Regions from separate parts of the Mus musculus genome. Here region 1 is linked to region 2. A link is a contact called in public promoter capture Hi-C data. All regions are on one chromosome and are shown on one strand. The core of a region is the stretch at or near the end of the contact, and the rest is flanking DNA. Distances in the headings are between cores, read along the strand shown. Region 1 overlaps Bnc2 (basonuclin 2). Region 2 overlaps Bnc2 (basonuclin 2).

The links. Capture Hi-C pulls out chosen DNA fragments and counts their contacts.
Region 1: a promoter capture Hi-C map of adipose tissue shows a contact between it and region 2. The contact joins two enhancer-like sites. A contact is called at or near these places in 6 of 39 promoter capture datasets (embryonic stem cells, hippocampal neurons, liver and 1 more), 1 of 15 datasets of contacts at CTCF or cohesin (the NIH/3T3 cell line), 4 of 484 Hi-C or Micro-C datasets (all in embryonic stem cells), 6 of 115 datasets of contacts at active chromatin or transcription factors (all in embryonic stem cells) and 2 of 9 other capture datasets (adipose tissue and pancreatic islet).

What each region holds. Positions count from the first base shown.
Region 1 is chr4:84,649,769-84,655,477 of GRCm38.p6, forward strand. All of the region lies in intron 1 of Bnc2 (basonuclin 2), which reads right to left. Among named protein-coding and RNA genes, the nearest start is that of Bnc2, 23 kb to the right of the region's middle. Within about 2 kb of position 2,198, at least 5 of the 459 cell types and tissues checked have an H3K27ac peak or open chromatin away from gene starts, as enhancers often do. A contact at or near this core is called in adipose tissue, where this site is marked.
Region 2 is chr4:84,518,348-84,524,946 of GRCm38.p6, forward strand. The region is part of intron 3 of Bnc2 (basonuclin 2); the gene reads right to left. Among named protein-coding and RNA genes, the nearest start is that of Bnc2, 150 kb to the right of the region's middle. Within about 2 kb of position 4,989, at least 124 of the 459 cell types and tissues checked have an H3K27ac peak or open chromatin away from gene starts, as enhancers often do. A contact at or near this core is called in adipose tissue, where this site is marked.

The DNA of each region.
Region 1 (5,709 bases), core at 948-3,447, 130 kb after region 2:
CCCAGTACAGGGGAACGCCAGGGCAAGGAAGCGGGAGTGGGTAGGTTGCAGAGGAGGGAGGGTGGAGAGTATGGGGACTTACAGGATAGCATTTGAAATGTAAATGAAGAAAATATCTAATAAAAAAAAGAAAAAAGAAAAAGATCCAATTCATGGCATATAATTATATACTTATGATAACTAAATGGATATATAATCTAGGTGAAGGACATTTAGGAAGTCCTATACCATTTTCAACCTCCATATGGGCGTGAAAAATTAAAGTTAATTTTGTTAAGACACAATAATGTGGACATATAACATTAAAGTTTGTGAATTATACACTTTAAAAACAGATAAAACAATGCCCTCAAGACTCTACCTTTCTCAGTAGTACAATTAATATTCAAATTCAGATCTTTGTTAGCTCCAAAGATATCATTCCCTTTATTGTAAAGCCAAAGGTAACAGTACAGAGATATCAGTTAAAATCACTATAAATCTCTTCACTAATATACACATTTACATTCCCTTTCAGAAATAAACTCTATTAAATAAATATTTTAATAAAGATTTACTTGCTTATTATATATACATACACACATATATATATATATATGAGTGAATGCTCTGTCTTCATGCACACCAGAAGAGGCAATCAGATCACATTATAGATGGTTGTGAGCCCCCATGTGGTTACTGGGAATTGAACTCAAGACCTCTAGAAAAGAAGCCAGTGCTCTTAACCACTGAGCCATCTCTTCAGCCCAACCAAATATGTTTTAATTGGAAATTCTAAAGTCTATGTTCTATCCATCAATCTTTAACAACTGTTTTTATGTATGCAAACAAGATGACATTATTTTTAAAACTTGTAATGTATAAGAACATCCAAATGTAAGCAGTGAAGGAAAATTTATTCATATAGAAATGTCTGTTATTTCTTTAATTGTAAAATAAAAATATGTTCAAATAAAAAAAAATTCTGTGCTACATTAAGTTCAGGACAAAAAAAAAGCAAAAACAAAAACAAAAAACCCAACAAACAAACAAAACAAAACAAATTAAAAACAACCCACACCTTTAATCCCAGCACTCGAGAGGCAGAGGCAGGTGGATTTCTAAGTTCGAGGCCAGCCTGGTCTACAGAGTGAGTTCCAAGACAGCCAGGGCTACACAGAGAAACCCTGTCTCAATAATCTAAAAAATAAATAAATAAATATATAAATAAATAAATGTATGTATGTATGTTCAGGACCTAAGACAACTGTGTGTATAAGCCAGTGATTCACAATCTGTGTGGCATAACCCCAAAGAAACCAGAAAAAAAAAACCAGAAATATTTACATTACAATTTATAACAGTAGCAAAATTACAGTTATGAAGTAGCAAGGAAAATTCTTTTATGGTTGGGGTCACCACAACATGAGAAAATGTACTAAAGGGCCACAGCATTAGAAAGGCTGAGAATCACTGGTGTAAGGGGAGATCCTAAACACTGTATCAGTTAGTTATTTCTGAATGAAGATTTAAAAACAAATGGCAGAAACAAGCAAACAAAATAAATGGGTTTGTTCTCCCCAGTCACAACGGCGGAGCTGATGGCACCAAGAAACAACAGTGAACATGTGAAAATACTACAGTGGTGGTGGTAGGGTGGTAGTTTTTATCAAGAAGTTATTTCACTACTTAAAAAAACCATATATTTATAGGTTAGCAATTTCTCACAATATTTTAAAATTAAAGCATGAGTTTCAGTGCACTTAATAACATGCTAATTTACCAAGCATTGACATATAATATGATTGGCATTTACATAAGTCAGTATATCTGGGTTTGATTTGTTGGCTTATGACTAAATATTTTTAGTGTGCCAAGTATATAAAGTATCCATATGCCTTTACAAATCAGATTTACTCAAGAATGTTAGGAAGTGGAATTCAGAGTTCCACTCATGAAGAAGCTTAAAGAAACAGAAACATGTCTTTCTAAGGGAAGGACTTTGTTAGGTAGAATTCTGAGGGAACCTCCCATCTACATTAACCAGTTACGTTTTTATTTTATTTAATCAGTTAGCTGTCCAGTGACGCCTATGAGTGGGTCTTACCGAATTCACCATGGCACAAAGTCTTCTGGGCTCTGTACAAGTCTGTGTCATTAGTCTAACCAGCAGCAGGTCTCCCTAACTCAGTCATCTGTGACAAACAAAACGTCTAGTAAGACTGCCAACTCCCTGCGGAGGACAAGGCGTCCCCAGTTCAGCACCCTACAAGCCTCAGCGTTCCCAGCCCCTGGGAGTTCAGTCCACTGACAAGGCTGCTCCTGTGATTAGCCACGCTGACATCTAGCTTTCCACAGAGCTGCTGGGGACTCACAGTTTGAGACTTAGCTTCTTCTCATGTGGTCTACCAGCTGTGAATTCTAATGTTCTCACCTAACTTAGTATTAAACATATATGCATTAATTTGATCGATACTACAGAAAAAAGTGGCTAACAGAAATGGATTGGAAAAGCATAAAGACCCTTTCCATTATTTTAATTTGGCCATCTACCTTTTTCTAATGTATAAACTACTATAGATTATTAAGTAGAAATCCTTGGGAGTTCAACTTTCAAAACAAAAATTATTTAGGAATACAAATTTCACACTGCAGGACATACCATGTAAGTCCAATGCCTCTGTACTACTGCTGGCCTCAAGACCAAAACAAGGCTAACCTTTTAAAGGTGGCATGAAATTTAGAGACAGTTATATCTGAGACAATAATTTAAGAACTTTACTTAGGGGTTTGGGGAAGAGCTTAGATGGTAAAGCACTTGTCTTGAAAGTTTGAAGACCTAAAACTGGCAGGTTTCATATCACATGCTGGTATCCCTAGTGTTGGAGAGACAGAGACAAGAGAATCTCTGGACCTTATTGGCCAGCCAGCCTAGCCTAACTGTTGTCTTCTGGCCTCTACATATGTACACATACACATGCACACACACACCTATTTGTGCACATGTACACACCCATACAGCTATTTTATTTTTAACTACAGCAAAAGAATGATAGCAAATAAAGATCTTAAGACAAAACAGCGTTAGATTTTAAGTAATTATCAGTAAGATAACTGCAAAATCCCTTTCTGTATGCAAAGCCCCAATGGCCTATTTATTAACAGTAAAAAGTCTTTGAATCTTTCTCTTTAAAAATCTTTAATTGTCTCGGATTCTGTGGTGTATTCCTTCCCAAGTGCTGACTGGAATCTCTTAAGTCCCCAGAGTACAGTCACCAGGCAGCACGGCACAATGCTAACCACCACAAACCATCACTAGCATTAACTGCTCCCAGCCTTAAGACTTTAATTTCTACGAGACTGCAGTTCAGAGACTTAGAACTGGTAAAGTTCTCTTTCAGCAGGCATGGACAAGGATCACATATTTTCATACATGCTTGTGCGCATAACAAACATTTACTGCTCTCGTCACAAGCATGTCCAAGACAAGAGTTTCTAAATTAGTCTGTGAAAACTCTCCTCGGAGCATTTTCATAGAATATGTGTCAAATCATTGTCGACCACGAAGATTAAGTGACCAGCACGCCATCCAGTCTCTCCTACAGGTGATCTTTGAAAAACTTCAAGGGAAAATAAATTCTGAAAAACTTCACTCTCACACTGAGCTGTCAGTTTCCAATTCAGAGATGAAACACCAAAGTCAGCTGACACAGTGTATAATTATCAGCAAAGGCAGATGCGTGTCAGCCCAACTACAATTTTTTTTTCACTGCTAAAGCTTTTTCCTCAGACTCAGAAAGACTTATGGTATATATTCACTTATGTGTGGGTAATAGCTGTTAAGTCAATGATAACCAGGCTACAATGCTACAATCTGTAGAACCACAGAGGCTCAGTGCCTTCGTCAGCCATCATCAGAGACACTTCCTCCTGCAGCAGATGGGAACAGACATTACACAGAGAGTGAGAGACACTGGAACCCTCAACCCTAAACTCGAGGTCTCCATCAAATCCTCCATCAATCCTAAATGGGATGTCCTCCTCTCTGGGCTCAGGGAACTGTGGGGGAAGAAGATGCTAACGAGTGTATGAGCCGGAGGGGTTGGAGGACACCAAGGAGACAGCATCCTGTAAATCAGCTGAGCCACGCTCCTAGAGACTGAGCAGCATGCGCTTAGGGCTTCCTGGGGTCTGCAGCAGGTCCTCTGCGAGCATGCTGTGGGTTCTATGTTAGCGATTTACATCAGGGATTCCCGAGGGCACGGACAAGCGCCTGGTTCTTCAGCCATCTCCTGGACCTTCTCCGTCTGTTGTTTTGTCATAGCCAACTCGGATAGAATGATTTATCTTAATGCACACCTCTTAGAGTTCTTTTTTTTCTCTAAGGAGACTGAAAAGAAATGGATCCAGACCGGAAAGGATGTGGGAAGGAACTTAGAGGAGCAGAGGGAGGGGAAACAACGATTAGGATATATTATGCAAGAAGAGAATCTATTCTCAATAAAAAGGGGGAAAAAAAACCTTCCCCCTGAACGTACACTATTTCTGCAAAGCATAGAGTATATGGTATGTTTTAAACAGTGCACACTGTGCACAGCTAAGCTGCTATGTGGTAAAAACGTAATTTCTATAGCAGGCCCTCCAGATAAAGCTAAAAGTTAAAACGCATGCTGTGGGAGGTCGCCATCCAATTACTAGAAGTAAGCATGGGAGAGATATAATTAGTTACGACACTAGGACAGGCGTGCATGTTTCAACACACACACACTTCAGAAAAACGCTTTGGCACTGTATGACAGAGGACTTAAACCAAAGACTCAAAGAAAGGTTATGGAGTGTGTATATACTTTTTATTATTATTACCTAAAACTTGCCACACCAAATTATTTCTTTTAAGTTATAAGCATATTTGATTTGTATAAACATCTCTTTAAAGACTTCTCAGGAGAAATGAAAAAAAAAAAAAAAGAGCCCTACTCCCCTCTTTCTCTAAGCCTTCCACATTAAAGAAGTTTACGTAATAAAATTCATCTGATAGAAAAAGAACAGGACTGGTGGGACTGTTCAACGGACAGGGGCGCCTGCCACCAAGGTTGACAACCTGAGTTTGAGGCCTCAGACCCACATGGTTGAAGGAAAAAAGTCGACTCCCATGTATACGCACGTGCACGAACATGCACTTGCACGAGAGTGCACACACTAAATTTAAACTGAGGGAAAATATGTATCTTCCAAAGAAGTTGCACAATAACCAAATGCATTTAGAAATCCTGATAAAATCCTGAAATCTAATTACAGGCTTCTCAATCATCAATAAGTTAAACTCTTGAAAAATAAAACACACGGGACAATGTTGACAAAGTGTGTCTGAGAGATGTAAAGATATCTGCCCCTCAAACCAAAAGAACTGTGCAATCAATCAATCAATAAATCAATAAATATAAATGGAACATGATTCTATAAAAAAATTTAGTAGTAAATCATGACCAGTTAGATTTTATCCAGTAATAAAATTGTAACATTAAAAAGATGTTAAAAGGCAGACTGTAGAGGCACACATCTGCAGCCTTGTGCTGCTGAGGTAGCTGCAAGCTACCCACAGGTGGCTGGCCAGGCAGGCTAGCTAAGGGGTGAGCTCCAGGGTTAGTAAGAGACCTTGTCTCAACAACTAAAGCCCCAGATGACACCATCAACACGGACCCGTAGCCTCCACACTTGAGCACACAGGCA
Region 2 (6,599 bases), core at 3,739-6,238:
AGTTCCAGGACAGCCAGAGCTACACAGAAACCCTGTCCTGAAAAACAACACCAACAACAAACAGCCCACACAATCCAGAACTAAGAAGCAAAGAAGGTTTCTCTCCTGGGGTGGGGGGAGTTGTTCTTGTTGTGGTTTGGTTGGGTAGAGAGTTTTGGGGTTTGTTGTGTTTTAGCTTATTCTTTCTCTTTGTTTTAAAGACTGCAGTAGCTAAGGCTCACAAAAAAAAAAAAAAAACAAAAAAAAAAAACAAAAAAAAAAAAAACAAAAAGAACAACAACAACAAAAAAACCCTGCAGATTCATGAACTTGTATCTCTGCTCCATGAGACAACCTGAACAATGGATACCGTCCTATCTTCATAAAGCACACATGGAATAGACAGAGGAGAAGAGGTTAACAGAATCACTTCTTGATGGGAAAATATTAATTCCATCAGTTGCTTGCTTCTGAGTTACTATAAAAAGGTTCATAAAGTACCCAAAAGCCACACACATTTAGAATTATGCTGCTCAGTGACTGATTCCCAGTGAAGAGTAGGAATAGAGAGATTTCTCTCTAACTTAACTTCCTTCAAAACAAGTCAGCTTCTACACAACTGACCTCTTTAGGTTTTAAGTAATCACTGAAAAGCCAAGCATATACATCATGCATGCAAGAAGAACCTGGCGCCATAGGTGATGAACATATGCTGGCAGAATACAGCTGAGGACTGGAAACTATAACAACACTCGACAAAAGAGGACAATGACAGCGGTCACACAGCTCTCCAGTTCTGTGCCACACATTACAGCCCTCTTTCCTAAGTCCCACATTATTAGACTTAGTCAAGCCTCAGGGAGAGTCCATAACTTTCCCAGTCAGAGCAAGAGACCAGTTCAAATGCATATATAGTCAGCTGATAAATATGGGTCCTCCCTGTATTCACAGGAGTGAAATCATATTTCTGATAAAGTACTATATAAAATCCCAATATAAATTTATCAGGTGAGAAAACCTGAAATCTATGTGTTACAAAGAGAACACAAAATTATGTCAATTACTTTTACAGACAATTTATTCAATGTAGTATGTTTTGCTCTTACCTTTATCCATACATGCACATAGGGGACTGAAGAGTTGTAATCTTTTCAAACTGAAGAAGAGTCTGTTTATACTCAGACACAATTAAGCAAAAAACTATGACCTGGTTTTTTAGCCTTCTTCCATACTAAAATTATGTTACTACCAGGGAATATCTAAATATGTATACCTTGAAATTAAACATACAAAAAGTTGTACAATGAAAGAAATAGCTATTCTTAGGTCTTTTCTCTTACAGAGCAGCGTCTTCTAAATATTACAGTGATGTCACTCAAATCAAATACAAGCTTCAATTCTCAGGCCTCATGACCTCAAAGTACAGAGGTATGAAGATACTGTTTTTCTAAAATCAAGTACTCCATGCACCAAGACAGAGGTCTAAAAGACGGGATGCAACAGCTCTCATCCCATATATAACTACTCTGGTTTTACCAGTTCCTTGAATCACACCCCTTTAAAATGCACCTTCAAAGTGTCAGGGTGGGAGATGCTAAATAATGAGGAGGGCTCTAGCTGGAATGTATGGATCTCCTTGGGAAAGTGAAATGGGATAGACTTTGTGAGTGGACTGAGGGCTCGTGTGGATGGGAACAGGAGGAATACCATGCAGGAGGGAAGAACAGAGGGAGGCATGTATGGAATTGGGGGGTACTTGGTGGGGGGGGGGGCTATGTGGAAACCTAGTGCAATGCAAAGTTCCTGGATTTTATGATGACCCTAGGAAGAAATCCTAGTTATGGAGGCCACAGAGCCAGATCTGGCTAACTTCTGTAACCAGGCACGGCTTCCAGTGGTGGTGGGATTAGCCCACTATAGGATACCAACACAGCCACAAAACCTTCAACCTACAACCTATCCTGCCTGCAAGATGTACTGGTGCAATGGTGGCTCAGACCTTAGGAGGGTGACCAACCAGTGACTGGTCTAACTGGAGACCATGCTTAACACTGCCTGGATGGCCAGGAACCAGAAGCTAGATGGCCCAGAGACCTAGTGTAGAACGAAACGCAACTCCCCCGACCCCCACCCCCCAAAAAATCAATGAAATGATTCCTAATGATACTCTGCTAGAGCAATGGTCATCAGAGAGGCTTGTGCTCATACCTGATGAGAACAGATGTGGATTACATCACTCAGAGCTCAGGCAATCCCTGGGGAAGTGGGGGTAGGTGGTATGTGGTAGGACACTTAGGAGCCAGAGTGGTCCTGGAGAACATGGCCCACAGAACCAACTAAGCAGGCCTCACAGGGTTCACAGAGACAGAAGCTCCAATCACAGAACCTGAATGGGTCTAGGATATGTCCTCTGTGTATACCTTGTGGTTGTTTAGCTTAGGGTTTTTGTAAGACTCCTAACAGTGGGAGTGGGGGGTGGGGGTGTGTCTCTGACATTTTTGTCTGCTCTTAGGACCCTTTTCCTCCTACTGGGTTGCCTTGTCCAGCCTTGATATAAACGTTTGTGCCTCTTCTTATTGCAATGTGTTAGATCATGTTTGGCTGATATCCCTGGGAGATCTGTTCTCTTCTGAAGGGAAATGAGGAGCAGTGGATCTGGGGGAGAGGAACTGGGAGGAATGGAGGGAGGGGAGGAATTGCATGAGAGAAGAATAAATGAAAGGAAAAGGAGAAATGTTCAAAAAAGTACAAATAATTTCCAGAAGGGCCAAGCGATTTCTACAACTCACTTGTTCCGGCTTTTTATCTAGCACAAATAGGAAATGTTTAAAATTTAAGCAAATGGTTAAGACTGGCGATACAAGGATAAGTAGGTGCAATAGAATTTGTCACAGAGGGTATCACAGAAAGACGGAGATGATTTTGGACCTCCCGGACCTGGTAACACTGTTCTCTCCCTTCCTACAGGTGAAGGAAGAAATGCTTTCCTAAAGCTTTACTCCGTTGTTTCTAAACAGTCAAGCTTCCCTAGGGACCAAAGCTACAGAACAACTCAAGGGGCTACAGACTATGAAGGCCCTACAACAAGCCACAACCTCTAGCGTGTATTCTTCTTTTCCCTTCCTCAAGGTTAATATCCTGTCTCCATCATAGAATCAAAGATGAGCTCAGTAGTACAAGACTCTCTGAACAAATGATCCTGGTTTCAATCTCAATTACTGAATGGGTACATGACTGAAAGAATTAATGAATTCATTTATTTCCTTAAAAAAAAAAAATGTGTGCTGGGAATGCATCATCCTAGGACTCAAGAGGCTAAGGCAGAAGAGCTTGAGTCAGAGACCTTCTGGGCAACAGCATGAGACACTGTCCAAAATCCTAGGCAAGAAAGGTCAGCGCTGAAGGGTCTTATCCAAGGTCACGTGACGGGGGAGGTTCCTGAATGACATCACAGCAGGAGCATCCGCACTCAGGGCCAGTTTGTTATCCCAGGAAGCTCCCAATATGCTAATGGCTGGCAAAAGGGACAAAAAAGCGCTCAAAGGACAGACACTGATTTGTTTTTAATGAAATCTGACTTGGGGAAAACCATCCTGCCTTGGCTGAAATGTTCTTATTAGAGAGATTTAATGTTGGTGTCATTTCACTCTTTCCTTCTTGGAAAATAAGAGGAAACTTTTAATAAATCAGATTGGAAAGGACTGAGCAGAGCTACAACATCCTTTTCATAATTAAAAAAAAATGCTTCCATGATTAGAACTATCAACTATATTTCCAGATAAACTAAATGCACATGAAAGGTTATTTGACACTTTTATTTTCACACCCTGTGGGGGGGGGGGACAACTTTAAAACTGGTTATAATAAATAATAAAACAGAAAGGAAAAAAAAACAAATACCAGCAAAACCCTACATTTTAAAATCCCCGACTGGAAACCAGAGTCAGCCAAACTCTACTATCACCTGAGCAGCCACAGAGTAAAAGGAGCCAACTCTGTGGGGACCACAAGAGCTTAGGGAAGACGGTTAGTATATGAATATGTCTTACATGTGAAGCATCAAGTCCACATATAAATCTCGATTTTGTTGTAAAGTTGATTGCTTGCTAGTTTAAGACTTCCCATAAACAATGTCAATATATCTGTTTAAAAAGAACAAACCATCATACAAACACCACTAATCAGATTAAACTCTGGAGGTCTATTTTGACAAAATCATTTTATAAAAATGTACAAATCAAGCCCTTAAAATTCTACATAAATAGGGTACACTGGCTTACTCATGCCTCATTTTTTGTACAATATTCATGTTAAATTTCCGTTATATTCTGGAAGTATTTTAACATTTGGAAACATAGAGAAACTGGCAATTCAGAACTACAGCTCAAACTATGACTTTTCTTAAGCTATAGCTCTCCTCTTCACAGGGAGAAACCCAAATGCTTTACAAAGGTAGAGAGCAAGAGGAAACTGTTCCATCAGTGCACATTTTAATCTCTTACAAATGAACCGGATCATGAAAGAGTCCTGAGTGTTATTTGTAACGCTCACAAATACAAGCTATCAGTCCTCGGCAGGCAACTGTATGTTTGAAACAATAAAGGAGGCAGAAACACTCCTTGAGAGGGGCAAGGGAGGGACAGTGTGCAAAATCAGAGGTCATTGTTGAGGCCTGTACCCTCAACCTGAGGCTCCACGCAAGGTTTCATAGCACTCTTCCTTCCAGATACTCAATAACTTCCCTGTTTAAACTGCTCAAATTCCAGAATTCCTGGTTTTAAATCACGATGGAAAAGTCTGGAGAGAATTGAATTAGAATGGCTCAGGATAGCCTTTCTAAATGCAGGAGTGTTGGGGGGGGGGGGAGAACACAAGCGAGCACATACTTAAATTTGTTTTGTTTTAACTCAGACCTTCTGCATTCCAAAATTGTATGCCTCTGACTAATATAAACCGTTGTTATAGAGAAGCAGTTAAGGGGAGGGGGGGAGAGCCAGGGAGAAGGAATGGGGGAGTGGTAATGGTAACACACAGTACCATGAGCTGCAGAGGCCTCCCAGTCAGTGGTGCAAGGTTAACAGAGCAGTCCCGCTGGCCTTCAGGCAGACAGCAAAAACAGCCTGGGGAAAGGGGGACAGGGATGGCGGCCAGGGAGGGGGAGCCCTGCTTGGGCAGTTTACACAAGGCAGCTCAGCTCCTTTCTGGCTCATTCCTCCTCTCTATCTGCCGGCCTCTGTGTGTGTGTCTTGTCATATTTTCTTCAGCTGCTAATTGTCCGGACTACAAGACTTTAAACAGCCACAGTTGAAGAAAAAAAGTGAAACCCTTCTAAGTGACCATCAGAGCAAATCAGCTTCATGCTGATGGGTAAAATTTTCCAAGGGAAGTGTCCTTCTGATAGTTCCTGCGCCTCCAAGTCACCCCACCCCCAACCCCACCTCTGCCACACACACTCCCCTGGAGGGCTAAATGCACTGTGGCAATAAAACATTCATGCGACTTGGAATTTTAACACAATGCCATTTCCCTAGTTTAACCTGAAAGGAATGCACTAGTCACAACAGACTACATCATCCTGCCATTAAACCCTGCCAAGGAACCACTTTTTGGCCATGCTGGGCCAGCTTTGACGGGAAAGGAGTACACAGACCCACACACTGAGCACAGAGGGGCCACCTCTGCTTCCTCAGCCTTATCCAGAAACACCCTGCCCTTGAACATGACTCCTGACCTCTTGCATTGTGACTGGCTTGGGAGGCATGTGTCACCCTGGAACTTCTGTACAGCCACACACTGAGCAGGCCATTTGTGGATCCCTCTGAACAAGTCCTTGGGCAGATGCCAGCATCCTCTCTTATTACTACTGCTACCATTCAGGACCCTATGGCTTCGCAGAAGGAGGCTTTCTCCTGGGCTAGATAATGCTGTGAGATGCTGTGGGGCTTACTTTCCTCTGTTTTGTGCTTTTTTAAGAAACAAACTTCACTTTGCATTCATAATTAGGTTATGATTACTGACATGACCATTTGCTTTGGGGACTCCTTAGCGAAGGTGCCAGTTCTTTCACATTTAAGTGACATTTAATTTAGACTTACAAAATACAAAACAGAAATAATTCTGATGTCTCCTGACAATTTTAGAAGAAAATTTTTAGAAGAAAAAAAAAAATCAAAGGTGAAGAATTCTAAAACACGAAGTTAACCATATCACATAGCTAAAGCCTTATCACAACAGAAGCAAGCAACTGTACCGGATTTAAATCTGAACTTCTTGACTCATTACTTGTGAAGATCATGCTTGCAAGCAATGTAAACAAAAAGCAAGCGAAGGAACAAGACAACACACGCCTGCCCCTAATGAGGAGTTGAAGTCACACGCACTGGGCTGGGGATGCAGCAGAGGCATCCAGCATTGGCAAAGCCCTGAGTTCAATCATCAGCATGGTAAAAATGCATAAATCAGTAAGAATAAAATCCGTATTAAGCATGTGCAAATGCACACAGGCGCTCACTTCAGTGCTGAGGTCTGGGACATCCAAAGCAAGTGCCACAACCCTAAACTTTAAACCTGTCCTAGCATCAGTTTGCAGCTCAATTCTTAAAGTCAACGGACGTTTAGAA